Regions from separate parts of the Mus musculus genome. Here all the other regions are linked to region 1. The links are chromatin contacts, called in public promoter capture Hi-C maps. All regions are on one chromosome and are shown on one strand. Each heading gives the region's core, a stretch centred on a gene start, on an enhancer-like site or on the middle of the called end of the contact. The rest is flanking DNA. Distances are from core to core; before and after follow the strand shown. Region 1 holds the start of Napb (N-ethylmaleimide sensitive fusion protein attachment protein beta). Region 2 has its middle 66 kb from the start of Gm39957. Region 3 overlaps Gm39957 (a long non-coding RNA gene).

What was found. Promoter capture Hi-C pulls out the DNA fragments that hold promoters and counts their contacts.
Region 2: a contact with region 1 is called in a promoter capture Hi-C map of pre-B cells, with 2.5 times the contacts expected there. The contact joins the enhancer-like site here to the promoter of Napb in region 1. A contact is called at or near these places in 7 of 39 promoter capture datasets (the C10 cell line, the HPC-7 cell line, HPC-7-derived erythroid cells and 3 more), 1 of 115 datasets of contacts at active chromatin or transcription factors (bone marrow-derived macrophages) and 1 of 9 other capture datasets (liver).
Region 3: a contact with region 1 is called in a promoter capture Hi-C map of the C10 cell line, with 3 times the contacts expected there. The contact joins the enhancer-like site here to the promoter of Napb in region 1. A contact is called at or near these places in 6 of 39 promoter capture datasets (the C10 cell line, the HPC-7 cell line, hematopoietic stem and progenitor cells and 2 more), 1 of 15 datasets of contacts at CTCF or cohesin (large pre-B cells) and 2 of 115 datasets of contacts at active chromatin or transcription factors (bone marrow-derived macrophages and large pre-B cells).

Annotation. Positions count from the first base shown.
Region 1 is chr2:148,730,586-148,733,914 of GRCm38.p6, reverse strand. It overlaps Napb (N-ethylmaleimide sensitive fusion protein attachment protein beta), which reads left to right and starts at 1,495. Exons shown (of 11, transcript NM_019632.3): 1 at 1,495-1,649. The coding sequence starts at 1,552.
Region 2 is chr2:148,323,926-148,327,254 of GRCm38.p6, reverse strand. No RefSeq gene overlaps it. Among named protein-coding and RNA genes, the nearest start is that of Gm39957, 66 kb to the left of the region's middle. Within about 2 kb of position 1,699, at least 17 of the 459 cell types and tissues checked have an H3K27ac peak or open chromatin away from gene starts, as enhancers often do. A contact at or near this core is called in pre-B cells, where this site is marked.
Region 3 is chr2:148,374,244-148,377,572 of GRCm38.p6, reverse strand. Gm39957 (a long non-coding RNA gene) reads left to right here. Exons shown (of 3, transcript XR_866841.1): 3 at 418-1,243. Among named protein-coding and RNA genes, the nearest start is that of Gm39957, 16 kb to the left of the region's middle. Within about 2 kb of position 1,597, at least 37 of the 459 cell types and tissues checked have an H3K27ac peak or open chromatin away from gene starts, as enhancers often do. A contact at or near this core is called in pre-B cells, where this site is marked.

The DNA.
Region 1 (3,329 bases), core at 246-2,745:
TTGAGGTGTGCTTTGGGAGAATGTATTCTGGTTCCTTTTCATCCAAAGCTTTAGAATTTAGAATGATTAACTCCAGAATAGGGTAGAGTGGAGATCTGGACACCAAAGACTAGTGGCAGAGGGATCAATATTTCTTGACTATCCTGCAGAGTTGTTCCATTCAGCCAGGGTTGGGAATTGCTCTGATCAACACACTGCTGCTGCCCATGATGCTTAGGAGTTGACTCAATCCACCAAATTCCCCAACTGACTCCTTTTCAAATGCCAATGTTGGTTCACTTTTTGCAATTTTTCTCTCTTCAATCCAACATCCACTGCCACCTCCAATTTCCTACCTCCGTCTACCCTCCTGCTCCAAACTTGCAAATCAGTTCTCCAAAGTGAAAAAAAAAACAACAACAAAAAAACAAGCTCATAGTAGTTGTAAAAAAAACTATGCACCAAGAGCCGATATTCCCCTCTATCTTGAGAGCATCCTGCTATGGTTGGATCATGCCACACTGTGACATCAGTTTTGGTAGCTTGTTTCCAGGAGTTTAAACGCTCTTGCTATGTTCTCTGAAAACAGGCTTCATTTTCTTAGACAAATTCTGCTTGCCAGTTCCTACAGCGTATTCATGAAGAGTTTTAAATCATCAGAAACTCTCATTTGGCAGTAATTCTATTTGCTGCACCACCTAAGAAGTAGCACTGCCAAGCATAAATGGTCTAGACATTGTATTAAAAAACACCTCCCTCTGGGACAGGCCTAGAAGTCACTGGCACAGGATTGCATCTATCTATGGATATTTAGTAGATTAGAAGTCTTCCTGGCAGACAGGAATTTTGTCAAGATCCACCCACTATAGCCAGCATTATGTAAAGCATAAGAGAGTTCACTGGCTTATAGCCATTTAATAGAATTCAGTCAATAACAAGAGTAGATTGTGCCTACAGGAAAGATATGCAATCCATTTTTAAACAAGAGGACCAAATGGAAAGTTGTAGTTTGGGGACGCTTAAAATCAACTCTGAATTTATATTGGGGATGATGATGCATTTTTAATGTCTTGCTGTCAGAAATTAAAAATAGCTCTTTAGGCCAGCTGTTGCTGCTTTTCTGGCAGAGTTGGGAGGTGGGGCACCACATGGTTGACTAAATTGAGCTGAACTGCTGCATTAGATTAAATTTTGCAGTATTGCTTGTAGAGTGTCTCTCTGTCTCCCTCTCTCTGTCTGTCTCTGTCTCTATCTCTGTCTCTCTCTCTCTTTCTTTCTCTCTCTCAACCTTGAAGTCTACCTCCAAGGGTCCAAGGCCCAAGACCCCTCCAGAAGGCCACGCCCCTTCCCCCTCCTCCAGGGAGTCCGGGAGAACGCCCGGCCCTGCCCAGCAGCCTGCTGGGAACTGTAGTTGTGGTCTCTGACAAACTGGCATTAAGGTGGAATGTAGGACTACAGATCCCGAAAGGCCACGCGTGCCGCGCCTGCGTGTCCGCACCTGCTGGAGGGAGGGCTAAGTCGTCCCGGGAGCCTAGCTAGTCAGCAGAGGAGGCTTTGGCTGCAGCGGGTGACATGGACAACGCAGGGAAGGAGCGAGAAGCGGTCCAGCTTATGGCGGAGGCCGAGAAGCGAGTGAAGGCTTCCCACTCTTTCCTCCGAGGGTTGTTCGGGTGAGCGCCAGAGGTCTTGCCCTTAGGGGTCTTGGTGCCCGATCCCCTGCCCAGCCGGCTGCCACCGCAGAGTACCCCGCGCAACTGCTTAGGGTTACGGGATTCCCAGTGGCCCACGCTCTGTTTTGGGTCCCGTAGCATCCAGGGCCTCATCGCATCCCTTGGGCCGTGTCTGGGGTGTCTCTCCAGTCAGCACACACTGCAAGCCCCAGAACCTTTTGGGGATCCTCAGGCCTTGGACACCCCTCACCCACACCCGGAGAACCTCTAGCTCACAATCCCCAGGCACCCTTAAACAACCCAGAACACCTACGCGTCCTCGGAGATCTCTGTGGTCCCCCAAGTCCCATGCGTCGCCAACGGTCCGGTGCTAGCTCCAGGGTCCGCGCCAAGCTGCCTCTTCAAGGATGCCACCCCTCCTGGTGGACCAGATTTATTCATTTCCCCTGGTTGGGCCCGTAAATCCCCCGGGGGAGCCAGGACTGTGAGGTTCTGGAATTCAACCTGGAGTTTGGCAGCAGCTGGTGGCTCGTGGGGAGCGCGAAGTCTGCGCCCCTGTATCCCGGGCACTTGCCCGCTGGCCTTGGCTCAAGGGCCTTGAAATCATATCCTCCTTGGTGTGTTTTTCATTTGCCAGAGTGACTTGTATCCGTAGTTCAGGCTTCCCGTTTGATGAACTGTATGTAACATTGCTCCTTTTTAAAGTCAGAGTATCCTTTGGGAATCCCGTGATTTTGTTAATTCTTACATATCTTGGTAGGGAAGGGTTTGGTTTACATTCTGAGCTTTCAAAAAGCAAAACCTGCCCTGAGAGCTTGTGGAAGAATTCTGGGCTGTTGATTATGCGAATGATTCAGCTGTTTATGACAGCGGTAGAAATTACGTGTGCCTCTTCTTTTTTTTCTCCCATTTGAAAGTGAAAGATCTGTACCAAGAACAGATTTTAATTATCGAGAGGGACTAGAGGTACATACTAAACTGCTGCATTGTGAGACGCAGTTTCTGTAAAAATTCAGTATAGACACTTAAGTGCTGAAAATGTACCCAGTGAACTTTGACTTTTATTTTTACTTCATTCATCTGACTACTAATTACATTAATTATTATATAATAGTTTAATTGAGCCCCATTATGTTTGCATCTCCAGGAAATGCTTAGAGTCACATTGATACAGTTTATGGTACCATGGTCTGCCAAGATAGAGAAGGAGACCATGCTTGGAGACCCCTAAGGGCATTTGTCTCTGCTAGTTCTTAAATTTCTCATGTAATATGAAGCTTGGAAGTGTAGGTGTAAGTTATAGATACTGCTTCCTCTTTCAAAGGGACAAGGAGCATTGCAAGTGCCAAAGACTAATTCTTGTCTGAGTCACAAAACACACACTGGATTGCATTCAGTCTGTGTGAAATTTAATGGCAGAGTAGCTCACCTTGGGAGATGATGTTAATACACATTCCACATCGGGATGTGCTTCCTTGAGCCAGTTATGGACATTTAATTTTGGTCAAGAGGAGCACTGTTTTGAGGAAACTATGTCAAATCTTGAGACACTCATCGGAAAGGATTTTGAGGAATCTTTATTTCTGAAGAAACATCTTTTGGGCCGTTGCTGCCCTGTCAGTGGCAGGCCAGGTAGGAAGACTTTCATTTCCCATCCACGCTCAGTTTGTGTGGAGTCAC
Region 2 (3,329 bases), core at 450-2,949, 410 kb after region 1:
ATACTAAGTTTAATATGCTGAGCAAAAATAGAGACATAGTGGGTTCTACTCCCAAATTTCAGCAGGACAATAGCAGACTCTGAGTTTCTGCTCTTGTGGAATATCCCTGTGTATGTCCCTGAGGAGCCTCTGAGGGGCATTTTCAAGCCTTCTTTCTTGTGGTGTGTGGGGGGGGGGGAGGGTATGCGCACGCGTGCACGCGCATACCCGCACAAACATGTGGGTGTTGTTTTTAAATATACCAATTACTGTTAGATGCTCACTTGATTGCACTACTCAAAAAAATTCTTTTCCAGATTCAAGTCAGGCTGACAGGCTTACTACTTACATCTGGGTTTCTGCTGCAAGACCAAGTTCACTCAGGGCACCAGTCCTCTTCCTGAGGTCAGCTCTGTGCCATCCCGTTCTCCCTGAACTGACACAAAAAAACCCTGTCTTTTTCCTGATCCCAGTTAAAGTCTCTTTTATTTATTGAATTTCCTGTGGGTTAAGGGAAAACAACAGTCCTTGCAGTGGTGGGAATCGATTCACTGAAGATGTTTATAGCATTTCCAGCAGAGTCCCACTCTGGGGGGAAAGCAGTTTTCTCCCCTCAATCAAGTACAGATGTTCACACTGTGTGTGGTGGTGGCCTTTTCATGTGGTGATGATTTTCCTTCCTGCCTGGGTTATGAGCTCCTTAAAAATGAGGCGTCTCATATCCTTCAGTGGCCTCATCTATTCCCCACACTACCCCTAGGCAAATATTTATTGATTGGCCAGCAATTACACAGTTAAGTTCTGACATGAATCTGTATTTATTAAACAAGAGAGTTGAATAATGGCCTTGGGGTCACTGCAAGATTTATTGATCAGATATTTAATTTGCCTCATCACCCAACTCCATTGACCAAAAATATAGTGGGAAGAAGACAGAACTGTAGCTGCCCCCTGCCCTGAGTAAGAATAAGCTTTTGGCTGATGGCACTCCTTAATCATGGTTTTTAAAACTGAGATGTGGGTAGATTTCACAAAGTCCTTGTGGAATGGACTAAGAGAAGGCTGGGGTCAGCCATAGGCTATGTGGGGTTGTGGCTTCTTTCATTGATTGGGTCAGGGGGTAACCTTGGATGCAAGCAGCAGCACAGAAAAGACAGTCAGCAGCACACATTATTTCCTTGGCACATAGCTGCAGGGGAATTCTGCACCAGATGTCAGCGTGACTCCATTTGATCTAAATCTACCATGTAAATGTCACCGCCTGTCACTTGAGTTGCTGCTTCTCTATCCGGGAAGTGGGGACACAAGCTCTCTGCATTCGCATCCAGAGAGATACACAAGAGGAAACAGATGTAGAAAATAAGACAGTGTGGTATTGATGAGTACATTCTGGTTTTCCCAAGGGCAAGAAACTCATGTCTTTCCATCTCTATGTGCAAACCAAGACTTGTATCATTTTCTAATTATCTTTTAAATAAAATATAAAGTGGAGATTTGGCTTTGTAGTGGAACACTTAAAAGCAAGGTCCTGGGTGTGATTACCAGCATTGAGGGAGGAAAGTGACATTTTAAGAGAGAGAGAAAATGAATGTGATGCAAAGAGCTGACCTCAGGAGGATTGGTACCCTGAGTGAAGTTTCTCAGTAGAAACCCAGATGCTATGTAAGCCCTGACAGCCCAACTTGAATCTGGCGAAAAAAAGTTTTGGGTTGTGCAATCAAGATTTCTGGTTTCTAACCAGGATGTGACTAACACTAATATTCAGGGGAGAGGAGCACAAGTGTGTCCTATTATCCGTCTTGTGCAGGCAGTATAACTGAGGTAGGGATGTGAACTGAGAACACCGAGTACCTCAGAAGAGAGATGGCACACATCTGCAGAAATGCATAAGATATATTTCTCCTGATCTCACTCTTTATATGTTGTGAAAAGATTGGCAATTCACTAGCTCAGAGCCTATTTTAAAAGGTGCTCCCACTGATAACTACTCAGTCCAGTATTTCTCAACCTCCCTAAAGCTGTGACCCTTTAATGCAGTTCCTTGTGTTATATTGTTGCTACTTCATAACTGTAAATTTGCTACTGGTGTGAATAGTAATGCAAACATTTGATATGCAAGATGTCCTTGGTAACTCCTGTGGGGGTCGGGAATGGTTGAGAACAATTGACCTAGTGCCTATACACTCCTATTTTCACAATAGATTGTGTGCTTTAAAAACTGTAAGCCTGGATATTCAAGAGATCCATGAAAAAAATGTGCTTAACTTACCTGCATAAAAACAATACAGGTATGCTGTTGCCTGTCTGTAATTCCTGGACTTGGAAGGCTGAAGCAGAGAATTCTAAGTCTGAGGATAGCCTAGATACGTAAGTAACCTTTCCAACCTTACCCCTAAAAAACCATACAAAAGACCCCCAAGCAAAAAAGGAGTTTGAGTATTTGAGTTATAAAAGATCGCAAAGATGAATAAGATGTACAGCTGAGGTGGTTGTGGGAAAGTGGGTTCCCTCAGGGTTGTAGATAAAGTCAGTGACCTCTGTAACATGTGAAATGTGTTCATCCTTCTCCATCTGCACAAGTCATGGTTCTTTAGAGGATCGCACCCAGTAGAATACAGAGGTGAAAGAGGAGATAGGAGCTGGGGTCATAGAACCTATTGTGGCTGCCTGTAAGCTGAGGGGCAAGAGGAATAGGAAGCAGCTCAGGACCAAAGATAAATTCTCAGTCTGATACTGAAGGCCTGAAAGCCACCTGGAGAGCCACTTATGCAGGTTCATGTTCAAAGGCTGAAGAATCTGCAGTGTAGCATCCTCAGTAGTAAGACATGAATATGCGCAAGGCAGTGCATCCGGTGGACACACAGTTTTCTCATTTTTCCTCTTTTGCATTCCATCATGGCTCCTAGACTATCGAATGATGTCATATGTGTTCAGGATGAAACTTCTCCACTCAGTCTGATAACTTACATGCCAGTCATCTCTAGAGACACCCACAAGACACTCTCCCGAGTGTGCTTTACTAATTCTCTAACCATCCATACAGCTATCAACCAAAACCAACCACCACACAGTCCAGACCCTTCATCTCAGGAGTGGATTAGGAAGGCGTTGAGCTTTTCAGGCAAGCTGCTGCTCCTCTCAGCAAGAGGTAAAGCAGCTACCAATGGAGGAAGGCACTGGAACAATTGCTCTCACATGCCCACTGTAGTCACTGTGCCAGTCAGTTCTTTTGTCAGTTTGATACAATCTGGAGTCAAATCTGAGAAGAGGGACTCTCAGTTGAAAATTAAATACCTCCACCAGATTAGCCTGTAGCTAAGCCCGTGAGGTATCATGATAGATTTGGGAGG
Region 3 (3,329 bases), core at 348-2,847, 360 kb after region 1:
CCTTAAAACCGTGGGTTGTCCGGTCATTCAGCACTGCCATGAATTCTTTGCTTTCCAGTTAAATTGAAGAGTAGGAGCCTCAGCAACATGGTCCAAGAGGTCTTTGGTCCTCTCTGAGCACCAGCCTTTTGTTTGCAGCTCTCTGATGCACAGAACAGGCTTACAATGGCTGTCTCAAGACCACACTAGGGTAATGATTCCAGCTGAGAATTGTGCCCCAGCCTAAAAAAATGTATGGAACTGGCCTAGGTATGATTTTAGGATGAAACATTTACCAGCTATTGCTTTAACCTTGCATCCATAACTTGTCCTTTCGGAGTTATGCTTCATCTTCGGGAAAATGTGGGGAGATAGGGAAGGCCTGGCCTGTGCCATCAGAAGGATAAAACTCCATGTCATGATTTGCTTTCTCCCTAGGTTGAAAAACCAGATGCCAAAGTTCAGAGTGACTGAAAGGTACAATCTGAGAAGACATTTTGGAAAACGGGGTCCTGGTTCTGTGTGTAAGCCTTGCTACCTCTCTGCCAGATCTCGGAGCTGCACACAGTTGTGAGGGTGGCAAGCATCCCCAGATCACTATCATTTTAAAACAAAGAACATTAGCACTCTTCAAAGACTGTGATTGACTTCTCCCCTGCTCTGGACACAGTAGCAAATTCTCAATACACAGAGAACAAGGAAAATGACATCTGAGAGCACAATGCCAGTTCCTGCACTGGAATTACAGTTGTGGATGCTGAAGTCTTACTGAGACTATACTCCACATTGTAAAGGAAAATATGCTCATAGTTTAAAATGCAGAATTTCTAGTGGAGAAATAAAAAATATATATATAAGAGATAGAATTTTTAGCAATAATACAATGTCTGGAACAAAGTACTTAGTATAATGGGAGGCACTCAGAAAATCAGGCAGATAGTAAAGCAATATAGGATAAAACAGACATTCAATTTTATCTAGACTGAACTCTAGCAGCTGAGCACACACAAATAAAAGCCATTCGGATGTCTGTGGTTATGAAGGTTTTTTGTTTGTTTGTTTGTTTGTTTTGGTGAGGCTGAATTCTCCTCACATTACTTTTGGAAGAACACTTAGCAGTTGACCATATCTTTCTTTGGGTAAAGCCAGTAGCTTGATGGGGTATGGGGATAGTGGAGATAAAAGGCTGTCCATTAACTCAATGTACTGAGAGAGAGAGAGAGAGAGAGAGAGAGAGAGAGAGAGAGAGAGAGAGACAGAGACAGAGACAGAGAGACAGAGACAGAGACAGAGAGACAGACAGAGACATAGAGACATAGAGAGAGAGAGAGAGAGAGAGAAAGAGAGAGAGAAAGAGAGAGAAAGAGAGAGAGAGAGAGAGAGAGAGAGAGAGAGAGAGAGAGAGAGAGAGAGAGAGAGAGAGAGAGAGAAAGAAATGTGAACTGAAATCCCGGCACACTTACAGATTTTATTTTTCAGCACCAGATTTCAGACCCCAACCAAGGTATCAGATCCTGAATGCTAGGCACATGCTCTGCTGCTGAGTAAAGTCCCCAGCTCCCATGGCAGCGATTTAACCGAAGAGGTGTTCCAGCGAGGAACATGGCCTGTGAAGTATCACTTCCTCTTCTGCCGGTGAGACTGAAACAGGAGACTTGGCTGGATAGTTCATCCAATTGGACTGGTTGCCCCCTGGCTTTTGTGATGTCCGTTCAGGGTCTCATAGTGCCTCTGTTGTACCAGTGTGGTCGGTGGCTTGGGCGGTTTCTCTTTCAGAAGCTATTTTTAGCAGGTTTGGAGTTGTTTTGGTGGCTACATGTGTGAGGCCTGGATAGAGAGCCCAAGGGCAACATCTAGGGTTCATTATAGGATGAACTGTCAGATAAACTGCTGAGGACAGGCTCCAGTCTGGGTAACAGAGCCTCACATTTAGACTGACTTTGGGTTCTGAAGCAACCAAGCACAGGCATCTCAGTAGACACTGTCTGTCTTTGCTCTTCCCAGATTTGGCAACACTGTTGTCTTCATGGAGCCCCTACCTCAACAGCTCTGGCCATGATAACGTGCTGCCCCCTGGTGGTCTGTGGGCAAGGACCCATGAAGGGTACCTTCTCAAAGTTGTCTGTTGCTGGTGAAAGAACTTGCCTTAACTCCAGATAACTTAAAACTGAAGACTGAAAACAAGATATTTGTTATTTGTCTCTCTATTGGGCCAAGAATCTGTGGGGCCTCTCAAGGCTCTGTTACCTGGACCCGCACAACCTTGTTCACTGCGTTGTCTTTTGGAACCTTTGATCACTGTATCCTAAGCTCCCCAAACAATTGAGTGATATCCTAGCCAAGCTAAGCCAGCCCTCTCCCACCACAGGACCTTTGCATATATTACACCACATACTTCATTTTCTTAAGCTTACACCTACACGCTACTTCCAACTGCCATTTCCTGTTGCTGTACAAGCAACCACTTAATCGAAAAGCTTTGTCACCTCTCAGCTGAGGCTAGACCTACCTTCTGCTCCTTGAGTTAAGATGACTCAACACGGCATGTTTGCGTACTTACAGACCTTGACTCTTACAGCAGGAAGCTTGGTGGTCATTGTTCTGTCCACCAGTGTGAGCATAAAGTAGTCAATCATCAAATGAGTGTTAGAGAGGAGAACAGCTCCAAGCTTTTAATGTGACCGTGGGTGTCTTAGTTTCTCAGGTTCTCTAAGAGACCTGCTAGAAAGAAGTTTGTGGTGCAGAGGTGTAATGAGGGCAATGTGAATGGCAGCCAACTGAGTCATTTTACAGTTTTGAGCAAGATATTATACGTTTAATAAATTCAGATTTTCTTACTGGGCTTCGGAGTATGGACCTGAAATCCCAGCTACTGGTTGGGGTAGAAGGATCATAAGTTTGGATTGATTGTGATACCAAGTTCAAGACCAACCTGGACAGAATGAGAATTTCTTGTCCCTAAGTAAAAAAGTAATTTAAACAAAAAGACGGAGGATATAGGTCAATGGTAAAGAAGCTTCCTAACAGGTTCCAGAGTTAATCCCTACGTTCAAATAAATCCAGATTTTCCTTCTGAACTATTTTCTTAGTAGCCTCATATTTGAATTCATTGCCTGGAACTCTCTACTGAGCACGTGTAGAACCACATCAATAGTACCATCGTTAAGACAAAGAGAAAGGTGGATTGGGTACCAGCTGAGCCATACACACACACATACACACACACACACACACACACACACACACACACACACACACACACACACACATAAAATACAAAAGTAAAAGCATCAGGTGAAATTGATAAATTCAGAAATGTTTCATAGCCTTAGGACATGTTTTTCTGCAAG